Linked DNA regions of Mus musculus: region 1 is linked to region 2. Evidence: chromatin contacts called from public promoter capture Hi-C data. All regions are on one chromosome and are shown on one strand. Each heading gives the region's core, a stretch centred on a gene start, on an enhancer-like site or on the middle of the called end of the contact. The rest is flanking DNA. Distances are from core to core; before and after follow the strand shown.

Region 1 (5,822 bases), core at 1,684-4,183, 50 kb before region 2:
ACATATCAGAGGTAAAGAAAAAACAAATCACTCCCAAGAACCCACATACATTTGTAACGCAGCAACTTGTTATAAATTAACAAAGTGTAAGCAAGCAGAGTAAGTTTATCAGCCAGTTTCTCTTACTGGCAGGCTGCAATTTGCAGTTACATAGAAATGGCCAACTCTGTTATTATTTATCTTAAAAGGTAATCCTATAAAAATCTTAAAAGAATCACAAACCTAAACTTTTATATAAAGAACTGTCATTTCTACTTTAAATCACCAGGGTGCACATCTATCTACTCATTAACAATTTCTTATTAAATTATATCAGGAAGCTGAGGGCAAAAATGGGTACAAGAAATTAATCTCCATTTTGATTACCAGCTGAGCTTTAGCAAAAGAGACACATCATCCTGTGCCAGCCAGGCTGCCATTGTTCTTGTTCCCTGACCTCAAAAAGTCCCCAGCTTAGCTATTAAGAGTGTGCATTTCTGAAAGCATTCTCTGGCTGTGGTGTGATTCCTGTTGTTCTAGAAGGGAGAAAAACGAAGCTGGGAGAAAAATGAAGACGGGAGAAAAACGAAGCTGGCCATCTCATATAGAGCAGTAGCTTTTAGTAATCAGTCAGTTAAGATAATAGTTAGAGAGTTCTAGAAACTGGTTCAAAATGGTCCGACTATGAGTAGGATGAGTGGATACTAAATGTCCCTTCCTCCCTTCCCGCCATCCCAATCCTACCTAGAGCCTGCTATGGAGTTAGAACCCAGAACTCCATTCTGGTGACAGCTAAGTCTACTACGATTGGAACCTTCTTGGTTCCAATGATAGTTCTGGAAAGCAAACAATGAAAAGAGAGTCGTGCCCGGCGTTTGCTGGGTGTGAGGATCTTCGGCAGTGGGGACCAGATGGTGAGGAATGGAAGCAGGCTTCTGCATCACCAGGGTTCAGGTTCCTTCTCCTGGTTTGAGTTCCGTTTTTTTAAATGTGAAGAGATTTTCTTTGTCATTTCTAAAACTCCTGTCAGTTGCTGGATGTCCTAAAGCTGTTGAATATGGACGTAACTGTAAATCCCAGAGTGTTTTATTTTGAGATGAGAGTTTTGCTACAGTTTATACAGGATATTTTCCTATTTAGACCTCAGGGCTATCTTGGGACCCACTACTAAGTGTGACCCCTCCCCACAGCTTCAATTCTGGGTAGATGAGTTACATAACCTTTAAATGTGATATCCAGCAGGAAGAATGTATTTCTCTCTTTTAACTTCGGGAAAATTTTGTTTTAAAGGTCTAGAAAAAAAGACAGTAAAAGAAAACAGGGGTAAAAGAATTAAAAACCAACTGTAAAATAAACATTCTCATGGTATACAATTGTGCTACCTGAATAAACTTATGTGCATAAATTATTTAAAAGTGCTATGAAAAAAAAAGAGTGTGCATTTCTAAATTCTAAATTGGTCCATAAATTTCTCTACATCAGAGTCACTAACAAAAATGTCTTAACCTAACTTTACTAATAATCTACTTCTACAAATTCTTTCTAAGGGTGCTAGTCATTGCTAACAATCTGTATCTCTAAGTTCTTTCCAAGGGTGCTCAATCATTAATCTGTAGCTATGCATATCAATCACTGATATTGTAAATGCCAACATTACTGCCCAGGGAGGGGCTAGAAGACCCCTTAGAGTTTTCATACAACTCATAGATTAGGAGAGATACAAGGGCAACGAGCAGAGCAAGACCTCACCACAGCAGGAAGACCTCAGGACCACAACAGCCCTTGGGGCTCTGCTCTCCAAGGCACACCCATCATAGCTGTGCTAACTGGTGGGCTGCATTCCATGAGTTCTAAAGCTGTTTGGATGTTCCTCTTGCATGGCCCTCAACAGGTGTGCTCAAAAGAGGAAACAGTCGGAGACAGGCAATGCATTCAGTTTTTACCCTAACCTAGATGGTGGCTGTGTCTTCCCCAATGGCTGAAGTCTGACCTCACAATCATACTCAACTGGCTAGTCTGAAAATAATTCATACACAGAAAAAGGGGTCACAACTCGAAGAAAAAAAGTGACTGCTCCAGGCCAACAAATTCCTAGAACAGTGAAGCCTCTGGGTAAATGAAGGTTTTACTGGGAGGGAAGATTAAAACATTTGCATGAAAGTCTTTCAATGTGGGAGAGACAAAAAGATTATAATTGCTTGTCTTAAACATGAGTTTTATAGTATTTGTTAGAAAAGAGTTATATTGTTATAGGTCTGTGTTGCAGGATATTTAATCACACTGTGAGCCCTAAGATGTGTTATTTATTGGAAAACCCTGCTTTTAGTTTGGTGTGGCTCAGCCTTTGCAGACACCTTTAATCTAAGAGCTTTCTGCTTGAATATTATAGACATGATTAAATAAAGCCAACCATAGATCAAGAGGTAGAGTAAGCAACCAGTTGACAGGAGGTAAACATAGAATTATTAAGGAAAAAAATATATATAGTAAGAGGGAGTCAGGATGATGGACAGAGAGAAGCACAGGAAGTAGAAGGGAGGGACATTCAGTTTGAAGGAGGTTTTTTGAGAGACATCAGAGAGGGGATTCCTTCTGGGACATCGGCTGAGAAGGAAGGTCAGCTGGGTGCTTTCTCTGCCTCTCTGAGCTAGCAGGCTTTCACACTACCATCTGGTTTCCAGGTCTTCATCGGTAAAATTGAATGATTATAATTTTGATAAAAAGCATCAGGTCTCAGGTTGTTCAGAGATTCACCAATCTGACCATGAGTAACTTTAAAGAAGAAGCTTTATTGAGATTGGCACCAGGATTGCGCCAGAAAGTCGGGATTCTCAAGATGCAGCCTTTCTGGGGTGGGGAGTGGCACATATCCTATCTACATGCAAGGATTCTGCCTGTAAGCAGGGGCTCAGTTAGCAAACAGATGTCATCGGCTATCTTGAGCAAGCAAGCTTATTTACAGAAGCAGAAACACACAGTTAGCATAGTGACCATTATCTTGAATTGTAGCCGCCCGCAGCTACATGAATCAGGTTCCTGAATGGGAGGCTGGAGCTGCATGGGAGGAAACAGCGGAAGGAATAACGAGACCAAGACAAAATTCTGATCAACCCCCACGCACCCTCCTCCCCCCCTAGTTTACTAAGAGTCTGAGCTTATAAAGGGGGAAGGCCCATCCCCCGCCACACCAGGTTCTTGATGCTTTGTCACCAGCCTGTCAGCACTTGGTCCAGGTTGTCAGCACTTAGTTGCCTGGCTGTTGCTTATCTCAGGAAGACAGATTCTGCCTCTCAGCCTCTCAGCAGTAGTGGCCGGCAGTCTTGGCAGAACAATAGACCTATCTAGGTCAGAAGACTCCACCCTAGGAGGTGCCAGAACAGGTCTGAGCCAGCCTGCTCAAAGCTGGGGGAGGCTACATTGAATAATGGACAGATATATTTAAAATTGTAAAAGACTAGATAATTACAAGAAAAACCACAGGCATTCTAGTCATTCTTAAGCAAGCTGGCTAACAGGGTCCCTTTCTCACTGGTACAGCTTTTAGAGGGTAGAGGAAATGTTTGCTTTATAGATCTTTTAAGTGTAGTAACTTAAGCTTTAAACATAATGTTAGCCATCATAATACTTGATACTTCTTAAATAGATATGAAAAAGGGACTCATCAGGGCCACTGCAGATAGCACCTGGGAGCTGAGTCTCTCCCTTCCATTCATGCTGGCATGAAGAGTGTCACCAATATTCACAAACAAGAGCATTTCACTAATAATGCCTTTACCCAAAGACATTCTCTTCAAAATTTTTAAGTGTTTTCTTATGATGGTTACTTTTCTCTGTGTATTTTGTTGGAGTTATGATCACAATAAGGTTAGGGAGATAGATGGAGAGACAGTGAGCAATAGCATGTAGATGGATGATGGAGAGACAGAGTGAGTGACAGCATGTAGATAGATGGAGAGACAGAGTGAGTGACAGCATGTAGATAGATGGAGAGACAGAGTGAGTGACAGCATGTAGATAGATGGAGAGACAGAGTGATAGCATGTAGATAGATGGAGAGACAGAGTGAGTGACAGCATGTAGATAGATGATGGAGAGACAGAGTGAGTGATAGCATGTAGATAGATGGAGAGACAGAGTGAGTGACAGCATGTAGGTATGGATTTAAGTATAACTTTTCATCAACACAATCTTTAACTTCCAAGACATTTGAAGGCTTGGGCCTATAAAATCTGACCTCTTTCGTCTTCCTGGCAATTATTAAGCTTTGAATACAATTATTTCAGAACTCACCTAGAAAATGTATCTAATGAGGTGAACACTGGAGCATATGGATTCCATCAGAGTAGGTCTAAAGCACCTGGTTTGTGGAGATTTCAGTGACCTCAGGGGGCCAGTTCAAAGGAAGCCTATCCAGCCTTAACATAAAGTACTCACCGGGGAAGAGCTGTTCTTAGATGTTGCCTTCATCCAAACCAGGAAAGCACATATAGACTGGACCTCAGCTTGCTGCTGCCATTTATTTAACAAAGTCTTAGAAAAGCAAGAAATTCAACAGTCTGTGATTTGTTGCCCAGGGAAGTTTAAGGGAACTCCCTCATGTCAGCACATTTTGTTCTTGCTCTGAACACCTGGAGTTAGCTGGTCAGGAGAGGCTGTGTATCCATGACCTTGGCTGATTTCTCTGGTTTGTGTTTCCATTTGCTAAGTAGGTCACTGGGTGTTGTCTTTTCTGGGAAGCAGCCCCCGCTCACAGACAGAGACTTCTTTTCCTTGGGCTGACCTCTGCTTTCCTCTTATTCCCACTCCATCCTCTGGGACCTGCAAAAGCATTCAAATGATCCCCAGTGTCTCGCTGTCCTCTTGAACAACCAACCAGTTCCACTGTTTGTGTACAAAGGACACAAGACCAGTGGCAGTTGGAAATATTGTTTGTGACTTTCTGTCCTCAAAGCAGAGCATCTCTCACTTCTCCGCCAAGCACAGTCCTTCTCTCCCAGACCGTATCCTTCTTTTAGTACAAATATACTCAGGCTCCTTTGTTCATAGGAACATTTGGAAATACAGTCACGCTCTTCTCCTCATAGAAACTTTCTGCAAGATATTCTGTCTCTTGCAGTGATTTTGACCACCAATGTCAGTGTCTGATTGTTGTTTCAATTTATACTTAAAAACTTGGAATCTACAGTGTCACATGGACAACAAAATGGTAAGAGGTTTCGGGGAAATATTAATACAAATGACATTCACATACTATGAACACCAGAAGTAGGGCCCTTGCTGAGGGGGAATTTGATTGGAAAGTTTCTGTGAGCAGACACCAGTTTGCAGCTGTGTGAAGTCGTGGTTCTTGCAAGAAGCACAAGATTGCAGGGTTAATTCCAACCGTGCCTGCCAAGTCTCAGGGCAGCCACTGATCATCACCTTCAGTGAGAATAATTTATAGTTCAATCTTACATGCAAGCACACTAAATTATCATCAAAATCCTCTCATTAATAAATTAGTCAAATTAACATTGGAGAATCATATTTGAAAAATCCAGTGACATATTACATTTATAATAAAGGCTCAGAAATATTGCTGGGAGCCTTGTGGTACAAAGGACTGTGATCAAATTGGACATTCATTAATAAATGAAGTGAAGAACCTGACCAAGGTGAAGGTTGAAGTTTTTAAAAGGTAAATAAAATGAGATAACAAGACACACAGAATTTTGCTTATTTCTTTGATCACCCCTCCTCACATGAGAGCCCAGATCCCTCGTTTGTCCACGTATCTTGAATAATTCACCACTCATAGACTTTCCAGTTCAATGCATTATAAAACAAACTCAGGCTGAGCTTCA
Region 2 (5,698 bases), core at 2,854-5,353:
AGATCTTCTGGGATCCTCTAAGGGGCTTGAGTTACTTCTGCAGCTCAGCCCTTTGTAGCACAAACAGCTTGTCTTTTAGGATTTGGCTGGCTCCACTCCACTGCTGCTGCTGTTCTTGATGGTCATCCCATGGTACTTGCATCTCCAAAATGCTGGGGTCTTCTGCTGCAACTGGGCTGGACTTATACCAGTACTCTCCTGGGCTCTCTTCATGGTGACAAGCCTCAACTTCTCTGTATGACCCTTTCAATCCTGGGCCTTCAGCTGCCACTGAGGCTGTATTGTCAGTGCCAAGACTCAGCTGCTCTTCCATGAACCAGTGTCACCTGGGTGGCTCTTCCACAGGACCAAATTTGGCTGCCAGTGGAGAAATACAACTTTGGCCATCTCTGGAAAACAGCTTCTGTGTGCTCTCAGAAAACACTTCCCAGAAGATTTCACCTCAATAATGCTGGACTTTTCTTAGTCACTGCTAATTTCTCAGCTCCAGCTCACCAGCACTGAGTATCTAAGCAAAGCAAAGGTTTCATTTTTAGTGGTTCTGGAATCTTGTTTATCGATGCCTATTCTTCAGCCCCAGCTAATGAGATATTATGTTATCACGGAATCTTAATTCAATATAACAAATGGCCCTGAAGAAGTCTTTAAGCTTCCTTCTGAAGCTTCACAAGTCAGGCCTCCATCTTTGTGTTGCCCTCAACGTCCCTATCTTCCAAGTTCCTAGGAACAGCTCACCAAGAATTGACCACTCTATGGGTTTTCTTGTACAAAGTCCTTCCAAAACAATATGCTCAGGTCTGTCACAGTCATGTCACAGTAAATCTTGGTGCCAATTCATTTTCATTTAGGTTACTATTACTATAATGAAACTCCATGATCAAAGCAACTTGGGGAGGAAAGGATGTATTCTGCTTACATTTCCACATCACAGTTTATCATCAAAGGAAGTCAGGACAGGAACTCAAGCAAGGCAGGAACCTGGAACCAGGAGCTGATGCAGCGATCATGGAGGGATGCTGCTCACTGGCTTGCTCCTCATGGCTTGTCAACCTACTTTCTTATAGAACCCAGGACCACCAGCCCAGGGATGGCACCACCCACAACAGGCTGATTTCTCCCCAAGTAAATACCAATTAATAAAATTTCCTACAGGCTTGCCTACAGACAGATCTTTTGGATGTATTTTGTCAGTTAAGGCTCCCTTCTCTCTGATGATTCTAGCTTGTGTCTAGTTGACATAAAACTAACCAGGACAGAAAAGATGAGAGGGAAAGAACAGACCCCTAAGGCCTGTGCTAAGTCGTCAACTTAAGGAATAAGACAAGGTCTGGAGAAAGTAATGAGGACAGTCATTGCTTAGCTCTGTTCTGAGCAAGAGGATAAGTAAAGAAGATGTAGAACACATACATCAACTGGGCCTGGGAGCTCGTGCCTGTAATCTCAGTCCTTGGGAGACAAATGCAGGAGAATTGTCATGTACTTGAAGCCAGTCTGGGCTGCACAGTAGTCATGGTTATCACAGCAATAGAAAGTAAGTAAAACAGGTAGCAAGGCACTTTCAGCTTTGAAGAAATGCCTGCCTCCATCTTGGAGGAATGAGATGTCAGAACAGAGGGAACCTTACAGCTTAAAAGTGCTGAGTGAGTCAAGAGCTGAAAAGTTCCCCAAAAGCTAGAGTGCCCGTCACCATCCTGGCTTTGCCGACTTCCTCTTTTGCTTTGTTCATTTCCTTTGCCAACATCATCATCAGTATCGTCATCACTATGCCACACCCCCAGCATAACAATTTCTATAGTGAGTTATTTCTTCTACTCATTGGGGACCAAAAAGGAAGTGTGGTCTGAGAGACAGGGTTTGATATACATGTTGTGCAACTTGCCTGCTCTATAACGACAAGGGGAGGAAATTTGGAGCCCAAGTCACAGGGCCAGGATGAGGTTTGATAGAACAATAGAGTACCAGAGGCATTGCCCAGTAGTTCCAAAATCTCCCTCTAGAAGCAAAAGAATCATCAACCAGATCATTGCCTCCTCCCAGACAAACCTCCTCCCATCTCTTCATCTCTTACTCACGATTAAATGGCCATTCGTCTTCATGCATGTGCCTTCCTCCAAATCCTCCCAGACAACCACTCCTCTCAGGCATCAGCTCAAGGGTTTAGGAGTGTTATAACTAGCAGATGGTGAAGAAGATTCTGTAACTAGACTGAGCTCAAGGCTCCTGAAAAATCATCCAGGGAGAAGGGACTTGGAGCTGACACTCAGGCCCCTAGTTACCCTTCTCTGTCCCCTGGTTTTCACCATCCCTGGTTCAACTCACATCAGCAGACCAAAGGAGTCTCCAATAATCTCTGTCAGGACAGCCCATAAAATCATCAGACCTTCCAGCCCTGCACACAGGCTCTGAGGAAGGTGTTAGTCCCTCCAGGCATAGTTTGAAATGTGGACCCTGTGAAGGCAGAACAGAAAAATGAACCAGATGGCCCAGACAGGACCTCTGGATTGTCTGCAGAACTAGATAATACATCTTATAAGACCTTAGTGCTGAGAACTGACCATTGCTCACCAAACTCAAAAGCAACTGAGACCCTGAACCATCTTCAGATTTCAAATCAAACATATAGCTGGTCAAAGGCAGGATTCTTCTGTTTGCCTTCCTGAAATCGAGATGCTGTGAACCAAATTAGGCAAAAGAAGGCTGCCTAGTAAGTAAACCTTGTTTCATAGTAGAGCCTTGTCTATTCCTCCTTCCAATTCTGTCTGTCTATTTCCCTTCAGTGCTGCAGAATAAGCTCAGTAACCAAAACATACTAGGTACAAACTCATCTGAATGAACACATTGCCAAATTCCTACTCACCCGGGCTAGCTCCTACTGCCTGCATCCATCTGCCAGGCACTGTGGAGACCTGGCTCTAATGGAGTCCACAGACTCTCTGAGGGCTCAGCAAAGGAGTTAGGTTTCCACTGAGGATTCTACTATACTGTAGATGTGCCCAAGAGACTGTATGCAGCATTCATATGGCCTGGTTGCTCATTCCATCCAAGCAAGAAGAGCTCCCCTGGGTAGGCTCCCTGGGCTCTCTGAGTTAGCAGTCTAGTGATGCTTGATATGGCCAAGAGACTTGGTCTCCCCAGATCTTATAGAAACAAGAATTTTCCAAAACAATTTTTTAGGCAAAGACTATCTCTTCACTTTTTAAGATGGACTGTGCTCATGAACAGGCAGATGCCTCGTTCACCACCTTTGCACTGTGCAACTTAATTCAGGCTCATTCTGCTGATCACCTAGCACTGATATGGTTTCAACATGAGACTGGCTATGGTATTATAAGTACCCTGGCAGGGCAGGAAAGCAGGAGTGGGTGGGTGAGTGGGGGAGCATCCTCATAGAGGCAGGGGAGGGGGAGAGGATAGGGGGTTTCCGGAGGGGAGACCTGGAAAAGGGATAACATTTGAAATGTAAATAAAGAAAATATCCAATAAAAGAAAAAAATAAGCACCCTGGCATTATCAGACTGCATAGGCTTGCTTCCAGAGTTCCCTGACCCTATGATAAGTCTACACTGATACCTGCATACTGTGTGTGCCCTGACCCACACAAGGAAGTGCGTGTCTCTCCAGAAGCCCCTGCTAACACAGTTGATGGAGAGCACAGAAGCACCATCCAGTTACCAAACTCCAACTGCAAAGCTCCCTCAGCTTAAGCACAAGGAGGCGAGAGAGGTGACACACTTCTGGGTGTGCATCTACGTGCCTACCTTTGTTCCGCACATCCTGACTTAAAATGTACAGCTAACCCAGGAAAACCCAATATTTTTAATATTGACACCATCTGCACAATTGTCCAGGGGGAAATAATGCCCATTTCCACCACGATGACACACTTGCGAATGTGTCACTATCTGCCACCCCTTGACTTCCAGGGATTAGAAATTATTTCAGGGTAGCAATAGCCTCTTCCCCTAAGAATTCCCATCAAGCTTCTCCCCCCTCCCCCACCCTTCAGTTTTGTTGTGAAATCAGTTAACCCAAGGGAAAATTTCACAGCTCTTCACTTCTGCTTTTTAGGACTATAAAACAAGGGAGGGAAAACAAGTTGGACAACAAACCCTGCAGTGGTTCGAGGCCTAATAGGCTCATCTGGGATCCTCTCCAGCCAAGCTTCCTTGTGCAAGTAAGTCTCTCTCTCTCTCTGTCTCTCTCTCTCTCTGTCTCTCTCTATCTCTCTCTCTCTGTCTCTCTCTCTCTGTCTCTGTCTGTCTCTCTCTCTGTCTCTGTCTGTCTATCTCTCTCTCTCTCTGTCTGTCTCTGTCTCTCTCTGTCTGTCTCTCTCTGTCTCTCTGTCTCTCTCTCTGTCTCTCTCTGTCTCTCTCTCTCTCTCTCTTTCCCCCCCCCCCACTGATGGACTTTGGGCTTTTTATTTATAAAAAGTAGCTGTACCTCCATGGTTTGTGAAGTACTCTGGAAATGAGTACTGTCTGTATAGCCGCTGACATCTAAAAGGCAGCTCCTGTCTTGTAGGAAAGCTTCTTTATTAGGGTTTGGCTCTGCTGTTGCTTCCTTCCAGAGCATCTTCCTAATGCTGTTCCCCATGTTGTAGTGACCCCCCACACACCCTAAAATTATTTTCATTGCTACTTCATAACTATAATTTTGCTACTGTTATGAAGTGTAAATATCTGTGTTATCCAATGGTCTTAGGTGACCCCTGTGAAAGGGCCACTTGACTCCAAAAGGGCCACTGTTCTAGACCTATACAACGGCTCCTCCGTTCCTTCATTCCTCAGAGACCAGTTTAGCATGCCTGCCCTGAACTAGAGCTAAGAGAAACACATATGAAGGACGCCCCTCGGGGAGCTAACGCTGGATGCCCACCCACTTTCTTTCTTCACACAGGTGTCTGAAGCAGCTATGGCAACTGTTCCTGAACTCAACTGTGAAATGCCACCTTTTGACAGGTCAGTGGGTACTGGAGAGTGGTCACATATCCAGCACTCTGCTTTCAGGAATGGAGGGCTATCTACTTTCAGAGGCCAGAGAGTCCCCAACTCATCTCCTTCAGTGGCTATCAGAGTTCAAGCAACCTAGCTTAAAGACTGACCTCTTCACTCCCAAGCCCAACCTAGGGACTTAGGTGCTGTCACTACAGGGACTCCTACAGATGCAATGGTAAGAAAAACTTCCACATGGACAGGATAAGAGACTCTTTTGCAAAGTCTGGCTTGGAAGCAAAGGCAGAGAGCTCAGACTTTAGCTAACTCTGCTAGTCTAGAATTTAGGTGTCAGAAGTCAACAGAGAGCAACCAGAGCACCCACTTACCTGGCCCAGAATCTGCTTCTAGACTGTTACTTACGTAGCACTGTAGAACTTCCCAGAAGTCTTTGGGAAGCTTTAAGAGTCATGGTAGGTGTGGTTTTATGAACAATGGAAGTCTGTCTGCTCAGTATTGATAAGGAGCTATCACTTGACCACATCTGTTTTCATTACAGTGATGAGAATGACCTGTTCTTTGAAGTTGACGGACCCCAAAAGATGAAGGTGAGACTCTGAGCTTGGCTCCTAACCTGTGGAGGGACTGTGGCATGGGAAAAAAAAACCCAAACGGGAAGGGATATGGGACTGCCTTGCTCCCAGGCTATTTTGTGATGGGATTATTTTGCCTCTTTCAGTGACATAGATAAGGCAACCCACACACTG

What was found. Promoter capture Hi-C pulls out the DNA fragments that hold promoters and counts their contacts.
Region 1: a contact with region 2 is called in a promoter capture Hi-C map of the HPC-7 cell line, with 3 times the contacts expected there. The contact joins the enhancer-like site here to the promoter of Il1b in region 2. A contact is called at or near these places in 4 of 39 promoter capture datasets (the C10 cell line, the HPC-7 cell line, macrophages and 1 more), 4 of 484 Hi-C or Micro-C datasets (the G1E-ER4 cell line, the HPC-7 cell line, erythroblasts and 1 more), 2 of 115 datasets of contacts at active chromatin or transcription factors (embryonic stem cells and trophoblast stem cells) and 3 of 9 other capture datasets (adipose tissue, liver and pancreatic islet).

Annotation. Positions count from the first base shown.
Region 1 is chr2:129,418,507-129,424,328 of GRCm38.p6, reverse strand. No RefSeq gene overlaps it. Among named protein-coding and RNA genes, the nearest start is that of Il1b, 50 kb to the right of the region's middle. Within about 2 kb of position 2,933, at least 15 of the 459 cell types and tissues checked have an H3K27ac peak or open chromatin away from gene starts, as enhancers often do. A contact at or near this core is called in the G1E-ER4 cell line, the HPC-7 cell line and embryonic stem cells, where this site is marked.
Region 2 is chr2:129,369,544-129,375,241 of GRCm38.p6, reverse strand. Il1b (interleukin 1 beta) reads left to right here and starts at 4,103. Exons shown (of 7, transcript NM_008361.4): 1 at 4,103-4,174; 2 at 4,897-4,958; 3 at 5,491-5,539. The coding sequence starts at 4,912. Il1bos (interleukin 1 beta, opposite strand) reads right to left here and starts at 5,340. Exons shown (of 3, transcript NR_015474.1): 1 at 5,321-5,340; 2 at 2,073-2,448; 3 at 1-508.